Regions from separate parts of the Mus musculus genome. Here regions 1 and 3 are each linked to region 2. The links are chromatin contacts, called in public HiChIP or PLAC-seq and promoter capture Hi-C maps. All regions are on one chromosome and are shown on one strand. The core of a region is the stretch at or near the end of the contact, and the rest is flanking DNA. Distances in the headings are between cores, read along the strand shown.

What was found. Promoter capture Hi-C pulls out the DNA fragments that hold promoters and counts their contacts. HiChIP or PLAC-seq counts read pairs in DNA pulled down with a chosen protein or histone mark.
Region 1: a FOXA1 HiChIP or PLAC-seq map of pancreatic cancer cells shows a contact between it and region 2. The contact joins the enhancer-like site here to the promoter of Phtf1os in region 2. A contact is called at or near these places in 2 of 39 promoter capture datasets (the 3T3-L1 cell line and liver) and 3 of 115 datasets of contacts at active chromatin or transcription factors (the NIH/3T3 cell line, acute myeloid leukemia and pancreatic cancer cells).
Region 3: a promoter capture Hi-C map of the SN4741 cell line shows a contact between it and region 2, with 5 times the contacts expected there. The contact joins the promoter of Lrig2 here to the promoter of Phtf1os in region 2. A contact is called at or near these places in 11 of 39 promoter capture datasets (the C10 cell line, the SN4741 cell line, cranial neural crest and 8 more), 1 of 15 datasets of contacts at CTCF or cohesin (the NIH/3T3 cell line), 1 of 484 Hi-C or Micro-C datasets (embryonic stem cells), 16 of 115 datasets of contacts at active chromatin or transcription factors (the 230-238 cell line, astrocytes, bone marrow-derived macrophages and 12 more) and 2 of 9 other capture datasets (adipose tissue and liver).

Annotation. Positions count from the first base shown.
Region 1 is chr3:103,404,805-103,408,259 of GRCm38.p6, forward strand. No RefSeq gene overlaps it. Among named protein-coding and RNA genes, the nearest start is that of Gm25869, 21 kb to the right of the region's middle. Within about 2 kb of position 1,702, at least 87 of the 459 cell types and tissues checked have an H3K27ac peak or open chromatin away from gene starts, as enhancers often do. A contact at or near this core is called in the NIH/3T3 cell line and pancreatic cancer cells, where this site is marked.
Region 2 is chr3:103,966,102-103,969,571 of GRCm38.p6, forward strand. It overlaps Phtf1os (putative homeodomain transcription factor 1, opposite strand), which reads right to left and starts at 2,215. Exons shown (of 1, transcript NR_030676.1): 1 at 1-2,215. It overlaps Phtf1 (putative homeodomain transcription factor 1), which reads left to right and starts at 2,157. Exons shown (of 19, transcript NM_013629.2): 1 at 2,157-2,686; 2 at 2,954-3,029. The coding sequence starts at 2,985. It overlaps Rsbn1 (rosbin, round spermatid basic protein 1), which reads left to right. Exons shown (of 8, transcript NM_001356556.1): 8 at 1-535.
Region 3 is chr3:104,510,050-104,513,386 of GRCm38.p6, forward strand. Lrig2 (leucine-rich repeats and immunoglobulin-like domains 2) reads right to left here and starts at 1,869. Exons shown (of 18, transcript NM_001025067.2): 1 at 1,407-1,869. The coding sequence starts at 1,642.

The DNA.
Region 1 (3,455 bases), core at 452-2,951, 560 kb before region 2:
AAAATCTGGCAAGTCTAGTTTGTCAACTATTTTTCTTTTATGATTAGTGCTTTTTGTTTCCTAACAAATCACCATTTACCAAAAATCTAAGATTTTTCTCCTAAGCCAGTCATGGTAGCACTTGCCTTTAATCCCAGCACTTGAGAGCCAGAGGCAGGAGGATCTTTGTGAGTTCAAGGCCATCCTAGACTACATAGTGAATTCCAGGACAGCCAGGACTGTGTAGAGAGAACCTGTCTCAAAAATTCCTCCCTGGAAATTTGCAAATCTAGCTTTGCTCTGCTTTTTCAAAGTTTCCTTGGCATTTTCACATCTTTTATATGCTTTTAAACAAAATCTCAATCATTTGGTTTTACCAATGAAGACCCTGGAGTCCAGATGCTAGGGTAAAAGCCTGCTAGCTCAGAGAGGCAGAGAAAGCACCCAGCTGACCTTCCTCAGCCTACATCCCAACAGGAATGCCCCTCTCTCACGCTGTCTCAAAAAATATTCTTCAAACTGAATGTCCCTCCCCTCTACTTCCTGTGCGTCTCTCTATCTGTCCTCCTGACTCCCTCTTACTCTCTATGTTTTCTTTTCCTATGTTCATTTCCTGTCAGCTGGTTGCTTGCTCTGACCCTTGACCTATGGTTGATTTTATTTAATCCTGTTTACAATATTTAATCAGAAAGCTGTTGGATTATAGGTGTGTGCTAAGGCCCAGCCACACCACAACTAGAAAGAGGCATTTCCAGTAAATACCACAATCTCTGGGTTCAGTGTGATTGAATTTCTGCAAATATGCAAATTCTAGAGTCACCTTTCCAATTTTTGTCAGACAAGCAAAACAAACCCAAAGTAGGCTCTTTTAAGAAATGTGTAGGTGGGCTGGAGAGATGGCCCAGCAGTCAAGAGCACTGGCTACTCTTCTGAAGATAGCTACAGTGTACTTACATATAATAAATAAATAAATCTTTTTTTTATATATATAAAGAAAGAAACGTGTGAGTGAGCTGGTTGTTGTTGGTGCATGCTTTTAGTCCCAGCACTCGGGAGGCAGAGGCAGGCGCATCTCTGTGAGTTGGAGGGCACTGTGGTCTACAGATGGGGCTCCCTGACATCCAGGGCTACACAAAGAAATCCTGTCTCAGGAAAAAGAAAAAAGAAAAAAAAAAAAGAAGAAAAAGAAAAAGAAATGTGTGAGTGCGTCATCACAGGCTGCAGGTCAGTCTGGGATAAGGTCCAGTATGTTAAAAGCTGGCATCTTTACAACGTTGAGTCTATGTGTCGCAGTCATGCTGCCTTGTTTACTTGGACCTCTGTAAGCTTTTCTCAGCTCTGTTGCAGCTTTCGTTATGTAGGTTTCACATGTGTTTTCTTGCAATTATTTCTCAGCACCTCATATTTCCAAAGCTATTGTGGAAAGTCTTACTGGTGTCATGGGTGCAGGAGAGCTGGCCCTGAGGCCTGAGCACAGAGGGGAGGTTCTGCCCTTGTGGCTGCTACTGCAGGCAGGAGAGTTGACCCAGCCTGGGCAAAGCGGAGAGCTGGCCAGATGGTGTGAGAGCTAGCAGGATGAATAGCTAAGATGCTACCTAGCTCCAATCCAGGGCTTTGAGCTGACCCATACCAGCATCTACCCCATCTTTGAGCTGCTGGAGCACAGGAAGGGGCAAGTCTTGCAGAACCAAAGTTGCAGGAACTCCAACATGTGAACACGGTAACAACAGGAGGAGTCCCGGTGACAGTCTTGATGTAGCAGAAGCCAGAGGCCTCAAACCAGCCCAGTGACTCACTGCAATGGACATTTGCAGTAAAGCAGTTTGCTCAAAAGGGTGTGACGCTGTGTGACTCATGTGACACGCTGTGACCTGCCGCAGCTTCCAAGGTGAAATGTTTTTGCTTTTAGTTTTTGTTCTCTTTTGGTGGGGAGGTTACAGAGGCAGATACAGAGAGCGGGAGATGAGTGGGATTGGGGTACATGATGTGAAACTCACAAAAAATCAATAAAAAGTTTTAAAAAATTCCAAACTCCGGTTATTTGTTGGTATTTATAGAATTATGATTGATGCCAGGCACAGTGGTCCATGGTTATAATGCCAGTACTCAGCGAGGCTGAGGAAGCAGGACACCCATTTTGAGGGCAGAGTGTGTAACATAGCAGGATTGTCGCAAAGAAAACAAATACAAGTGTGTCTGTGTGTTGTATTCGTATGTGTGCACACATGTGGGGTTGAGGGTGTGCATGCTGCGTGTTCATGTCTGGAGGCCAGAGTTTGATACCGAGAATCTGCTCCTGTCACTCGGTCTTTGAGACAGTCTGTCACTGAACAAGAGCTTTCCTCTGTGGTTCGTTAGCAAACCTCAGGGGAGCTGCCTGCCTCCCTGCTTCTCCAAGGCTGTGGTTACAGGGGCTTGCCATTGTGCCCAGGTTAACACAGGAGCAGGGACCTGAGCTTGGACAGTGTTCACCTCACCCATCGGGCTGGCTGGCGGCTGTCTCCTGAGGCCCAGTGGTTTGTTACATGTTTCAATACATTGCTAGGCTCACTCATTTGTTAGCTCTGGGAATTTTTTTTTTCTGGATAGATTTTAAACAACAGCAGCAACAGCAACAGCCAAACCAGGTCTCAGTAGGGAACCCAAGCTGACCTCTGGCTCAAGATTCTTTTGCTTCAGCTTCCTGAGATTGTAGACTGATTTCTATTTATAACTCCTTAGAATTTTACGTGAACATGTTTTCTGTGGATGAAGATAATTTGTGTGTGTGTACATGCATCTGTGTGTATATATGTGCGTGTAGCTTTACATATGTGTGCATGTGTATATGCAGCTCTGTGTATGTATGTGTGAGTGTGTGCATGTGTGTCCACACATGTGCCCCAGTGGTCTGTCTTCCTTTCTTTCTTTCTTTCTTTCTTTCTTTCTTTCTTTCTTTCTTTCTTTCTTTCTTTCTTTCTCTCTCTCTCTCTCTCTCTCTCTCTCTGTCTCTGTCTCTGTCTCTCTGTTTCTCTCTTCTTCCCTCCCTCCCTCCCTCCCTCCCTCCCTCCCTCCCTCCCTCCCCCTCCCTCCATGCCTCCCTCCATGCCTCCCTCCCTCCCTCCCTCCCTCCCTCCCTCCCTCCCTTCCTTTTCTTTCTTGGGGCAGAATTCCAGGATTAAACATTCAACAGAAGAGATGAAAATGGCTATTATCTTTTTCTTGATTTTTGAGAGCAACCGTTTAATTTCTTATCATTGAGCTTGATGTTAGCCACGGGCTTTTCATAGATGTTGTTTGTCAGGTTGCCGATTAAGTATCTCCATGCATTTGTGAGCAGAATCGTACCAAATGATTTTTTTCTGTATCTCTCTCTCTCTCTTGTTTGGTTTTTCGAGACAGGGTTTCTTTGTATAGCCCTGGCTGTCCTGGAACTCACTTTGTAGACCAGGCTGACCTTGAACTCAGAAATCTGCCTGTCTCTGCCTCCCGAGTGC
Region 2 (3,470 bases), core at 965-3,464:
ATTATGGCCTTCCATTTAAAAAATCTCCATACATTTTTTAGGATCCACTTGTGCATGTAGTTGAGACCACCGTCTCTTAAAATATAGCACTTTTCAATTCTCTCTAAAGAAATACTTATGTAATACTATCACACGTTGTAAATTTTCATGTAATAGTGTTTTCTGTGACTAAACTTCATTTTGATTGGCAGCTAAGACTTTTTTTCCTGTGGCTTTAATTTATCTAAGAGGTCTTTGCATATAGATGAAATGTTTAATTTGCCTGGCGGACTATTTGCGTTTGTGTGGCCTTAGTTTGTTTATTGACATTAACAAGTGTTTTAAAAGGTTTTTAATGGATAGTCTTAAATCTCAAATTTGTGTGAATAATAATTCTTTTAACACAGTGCTTTTTTGTAGCTGTCTGAGTGTGTTAAATTGTTAAGCTATTTCTTTGTAAAGTAGGACAATGGAATGCATAGGTTTCTTTTTTTTCCTGTAAAGTATTTTTTTAATAAACAAAGTCTGATTTGTCCTTTACTGATGTTTCAAAATGAATAGCACATGGGAGTTGTCATTGCTGGCACCCTGTTTGTCGAGTACTAGTCTTCTCCACACACACATGCATCCATCTACTCACCTTCTTTTTGCCATTTTAGTTTTAAGCTTTAGAAGAAAATCATGGACTTTTCTTTGCCAAAGAAAAAGTCAGAGATACCCAGACTGAGGTACAACTAGTTTTGAAGAAAAATGAAGCTTTTATTTGTGATAGTTGTCCTTATTGCTGCTTAAAATTGGTTACCTGCATTTAGAGCAGCCGTAGGCTTGTGACGATGCATGGCATAATAATGAAGATGCTTACTTTTCAGATGTGGATGGAGTATGGGAGACAAGAGAATCCCTTTCCTCATTAAGTTTTGTGTGAACTCTGTAGTTGAAGTGCCTGTCCTGACAGCATTTAGGTCTTAGAAGGGTCTCAGTATTTCATCAGTTCTCATAGATAGGAGGGGGTTAATTATCTCCACAACACTGGTGAGAAAACAGACTTGTTAAGTCAATTTCCTAAAATGACAGTTCATTACTGGGAGCTGGGGCCTGAATGTTTTTTGGGGGGTTCAAAGCTTGGCCTTACACAGCAGCATCCTAATAAAACACTGAAAATTTTTACCAGGGTTCCTGAAAAATAATTTGCAGCTGTACCACCAATTCTATTCCTCAAAGTACAGCCACAGCCCAGAAAACCTCTCGTGTGTTTGGCAATGAAGCCAAATGCTTTTGTTATTAGTGTTAAATTTAGGTCTTAACAGTAATTTTTTGAGGTCATTTACCAAAATGAGTTGGTTGTTGCCTTGAGCTCCACTGTCCAGCAGCACTGAAGGGGCTGTTAAGGCTCAACAGCTTTTTATTTAACCCTGAACAGTTAAGGGGTATACAGTGGGGATCACTGCCAATGGGTGAGGCAATTTTTAAAAATAATTCCTATGGGTGTTAACATTTTAGTCGTTTCACAGTATGGATAACTTTCATTTGATGCTGTTTTAATGGCTGGAGACTGCCTAAGTGGTAACTATTACCCATTTTTAGCCTTACATCAACTAAATGCTTAGTGCCTAGGGCAAGAAAGGACTTAGCTTTTAATAAGTTCAAGACAGTGGCCCCTGGAAACAAACCACTAAGGTGCACACAAATGTGTAGAGACAAGAACAGCTTAGAAACCCTGTGGGTATACATATTTATATTTACATTAGAGTGCAGTTGCCCTTTCTCTGGACCTCTCTTTAAATCACTATAAACAGCCATTTTCTCCGATTTGGGGGAAGTCCCAGTGCAGTCCGAGCCCTGTGCATCCCCTTAGTGTTGTGTGGGCAGCAGAAAGCCTTTGTCCCAGAGCTGCCGAGAGCCGAAGGAGGAACCACTGGGCCACAGGCAGCCTGTCCGCGTTCCAGGCCGCGCAAATTCACCAACATTTGTCCATCCAACAAGAACGGAGAACTCGAGCGAAGGCTCGTGCCCTGCACTAGTCTCGTCCCCCCAAAGGAGACAAGGACATGAAGTAAACACCACGCTAAATGCTACAGACCCGCACAGGAACCTCTGGAACATCGGGACCAGCCTCCCGGGGACCGACGGGTACTGGGAGGGTCGTTTCTGAGGTGACTTTCCGTTAAGCGTCGAGGGTTACACGCGAGGCGGCTGTCGGCTTCTTCCTCCGGGCAGCCAGAGCGGCGGGAAGGCGGCCGGGGGCGGAGCCGGAAGGCGGAAGCGGCCGATCGCATCGAGAGCTTGTGGAGCTGCGGCCCGTCCCTCACGGAGGACGCGCGCCGTTGCTCCGGCCCGGGGCCGTCTGCTGGCTTCCAGCCGGGCACCCAGCCCTTGCGGGTGCCGAGGTGGCTGGCGAAGGCACCCTTCCCGCTTCCTTCTGCTCATTCCCCAGTTGGCTCCTGGCTTCTCCCATGGCCTGTTCTGTGGCCGCCTAGGTCGGGCGTCTGTGGCTGCAGGCTGCGCTCCTCCCGGCGCAGGACGCTGGGCTGCCTCCGGGGCAGGGCTGGCCGCCGCGGTCTCCATGGTAACGGCCAGGCGGACGGCCGGGCCTCTGGGGGAAGATGCGGCCTGCCGGGCCCGCCGCCTCGCCCCCGGCCTCTCGGTCCGGCGGGGGTCACTGAGCAGCGGGGGCCCGGCCGGCAGCCTGCCTGGCAGCGGGCACCAGGTGAGCCGGCCGCGGGGAGGCAGAGGGCGCGGGAGGCCAGCTCGGGTACTTGCTGTCCCCGCATCCATTCTTGTGCTGGGTGGTGCAGAGGCTTCTCGGATGCTGTTTCGCCTATTTCCCCCTCCCCCCACCTCTTTCTGGCGAACACCCTGAGTAAGAGCAGCTAGCTAATGGAGAGACTGAGAGAAGCAGATTTTAAGCCATACCCCCAAACGGGACAATGACCTGAAACAACTGGACTTACCGAGATATTTCCTTCGTTTTCAGTGAGATCCCATTTCTCTGGCTGGAGACACAGATGGCCTCAAATGAGAGAGATGCTATATCATGGTATCAGAAGAAGGTAACAACAGTAGTTTTTGTTTGTAAACCATACTCCCTGCAAAAAACTCCCTTAAAGAATATTGTTAACTTTCCTTAAGTTTGGTAATATCACATGTTCTTATATAACATCTCAACATAATTATAAAAAATGATGTGCAAAGTCATTATAAACACAGTTTTAGGTTCTAGGAAGTGAGCTGTAAGTCACCTTTCTCAAGGCAGCATACACGAACTACTACAATGCTTTGCTTTTGCAAATTATCAGTCTTTTAATTTTTTTTTTTTTTTATAAAGACAAGAATGAAATCCTTATCTGCATGGCTCAGATTGTTACTATCGTCTGATTGAGCTGCTCCTTACCTTTTCTTCCTCTCTGATTCCCATTGATGCTTTCTTCAGGGAGTGGAATTTTAGGTGATCTTTAGTGTAAAATATTTGGAGGGTTGCTTTTTTCACTTTT
Region 3 (3,337 bases), core at 619-3,118, 540 kb after region 2:
TTTGGTAACATTACTATATACTTGCTAATGATTTTTTTCTTATTTTTTTCAGCACTAATGTTCAAACCCAACTTCATGCATACTAAACAAACACACTCAGCAAGTCTCACTGAAGGATCTTCAAAAGCAGGCCATGTTTACTTCAATTAGTTACATTAAGTCAGACTGTTTTTAAACCTATGTCAGATTCAGTCTATCATAATCAGGTAGCTGTCTCATCAATTTCTTCAAAAAAGGCACCTACTGTATAAAGAAGATGCTGTGCTTGGATTAATTCAGACTATGCTAAATGATAATACTAAAGTCTGAGTCAAACCAGAATAAGCCTCAGATATAACCACCACAAAATGACAGGAGCTGTATTACTATATTGCAATTCTATAGTAACTGTAGCAGTTACTAATTTTCTCAATGAATACAGGAATTAGCTTCTTTCCTATCTATGCTAACCTATAAATACGTTCTGCAAATGTATACTTAACCTCTGCAATACAGATGTTCTACCTGTATTCTTTTTCCATTAAGAACCTAACCAATCTTTGTATTTTAATTATATCACAAAACTATTTTTAGTGATAACTCTTTTTCAGAGGTAACTCTAGAAGTCAATTAATAAGCACGTTGATCAGTTAGTGGCAGAGACATAACTGTATGTTGGTGGCTAAGAAGTCTCATAATTGCAGCATTTAATACCTACTGTTCTATTTAATGCCTACTGACTCAGAGCAGTGAGCTCTCCAAATGCCACTAGCTAATACAAGTTTGTCAGGATTTAAAGTCAGAGCTAGAGAATCCACTCGATCACTGCACTGGATTCTCATACATAAACAAAGAGATCTGAAATGAAGGTTCTTTAACTCAAAGGAACATAGTGAAGACAAAGTATCGTGATTTGGGGAAAAAAAATCTTTCCCCTCTTTAAACTGACTACTAAAGAATAACTGCTCTTACAAAACATTAGAGATCAGCAATGATCTTCCTTAGGCATGCAGAGGTTTTCAACCCTATCAAGAACTCAAGTATCAAAACTGAAACATACAATGAGCCGATGGGAGAACTGGGGACAAAAGAGAGATCCTGTATCTTTGGGAGAGATCGTGTTTGCATCACGTGCCCAAGGACCAGTCAAGCTGGAATTTTAAAAAAAAAAAAAAAAAAAAATGATGCAGCCCAAAGAGGGCTTTGCACTTGGACCCGACCCACAGCCATCCAGAGTCTCAGCTGTGCTGCTCAGGACCCGTGAGTCCAACATTAAACATCTCCAGCCCGGAACGTCACAGACCCCAGATCTTAACCCCTATCTTCCCACGAGTACCGGGAAACCCTAACATTCAAAGTTCACAATCTCAATAAGGCAGCTCCCTTCCGAACTCGGTGGCGACCGCGCCCTGGGACCCTCTACTCACAGGCTGGAGATGTCGGAGGGCAGCGGGCCCGACAGTGCCCTCCAGCTGGGCGCGGGCAGCTTCCTGCGACTGCAGTCCAGCAGAGGAAGACGGCAGGCGCAGGGCGCCGGGCACAGGCCGGCTCGGGCAGCGGGCAGCAGCCGCAGCGCCTGCGCAAGGATGAGCAACCGTGCGAGGGGTCCCAACCCACAGCCCAGGCGCCGCTGCTCCCAGATGCCGCGGGGCGCGGCCGCCATCTTCCCCTGGCCGGGACCCGCTCGAGAACAGCAGCTAGCTCAGAGAGTCGGCTGAGGAGAGATGCCCGGAGGCTAAACCGCCACCCGGAGCCCGGGCTGTCACTTGTCCCCTCTCAGAGCGGGCGAGAGGAGGAAACGACGCTACCGCAGGGGAGGGGGCGGCGGTCGGGGGCGTAGAGCTGAAACCCTGACAGACACCGCTCGTCCGCCCCGCCCCGCGACGCAACGTACTCACGCTCAGCAGCCAGCCAATCGGAGCCCCGGGATGAGGTTGCGTCGGAAATTGGGTTCTGAGAGAGGCGAGGCCTACGATTGCCCCGCCCCCTAGGAGGCGAGCATTACAGCGGCCCTTTCTCCTTTTCCGAGCTGCTTCTGCAGTTCTGCAGCTATTCCTCCGCTTGTGGGCGCACTAGGGCCTTGAAATAGAATGGAAAAAGCGAAACCCGAAACGCCAAATCCTCACTGCGGTTGATCTGCAGTAGTAGTGAAAAAAGACCTATTCTGTAGGCTCCTGCAGAAGGGAATGGCACAAGGGCTGCATGCCAAGCAGCAGCTGCAAATAAGTGCGCGATCTAAACCTAACTTCGACCACATCAGTCTCCGGAGCCCAACCAGGGCGGCCTCTGCGGCCGAACTCCCTGCCCTGAAAAAATGTGGCAGTTGGTTCTCCCGGAGCATGGCACGCTGTCACTGTGAAAGGACTTCAAGTTCCCATTGGCAGAGGCGCTATTTAGTCAGTACACCTCCGGCTTCTACAGTAGCCTGGAGTTCAATAATTGTCTCTAAAGAAAATTCTTTCCTCGATTTGGGAAAATATTGTTTCATCTTCAGAAGAACAAGTGGGACAAATAGATAAAACGTTGGTTTGAGGATGTGGGTTTTCTGGTTTCTGTTTGAGGTTTTTGAGCAATCAACAAAGTTAAGAAGACTGGAAGGAAATTATCCTGAAGTAAAAAGACTTACTGGGAACAGCGGAATCTAGCTACCTTGTGATCTCTCCGCTGTGTGTTACCTACAAAATGAGTAAAAATGAAAATATCAGTAATGGTTCACTGACATATAGTGTCTATACTTTTCAAAGACTTTGCAAGCCAGGTGTGGACCAGCACGCCTGCAGTCTGAGCACTCCTTGGGAATTTGAGGCAGGAGAACCCAAGTCCCAGTTCAGCCTCATCTGCATAGTATGCTTTGTATGAAAGAAGAGGAGAAACGAAAAACAGGGTGGGTAAGATGCTTCATCAATAATAGCTTTGCCACCAAGTGTATCAACCTAAGTTGAATTCGCAGACCCCACATGGTAGAATGAGACAACTGACTCCTGCAAGTCCCTGTCCTCTGATCACCATATGCACCCTGTGGCACTTACACACACACACACACACACACACACACACACACACACACACACACCATTTCCATCCATGTCATGCCTTTGGGTTAAAATTACTTTTCTGACTGTCCTCGTGTGCTTGTCTACTGCAGAGGACTTTTAGAAAGGTGTCTCCTTCAGCTTCTTCTCCCTTCTTCTCCCAGTAAACATGACCATGAAAACTAACAGCAACTACTATTTATTACCATTGAAGCAAAATGTGAAGCCAGAAAAGTGATAGAGATATTGGACTTCATCAAAAATGTACACTTCGGGGACAGCAGAGATGGCTTAGCTGTTCAGTAAACACACAATGCTCCTGCAGA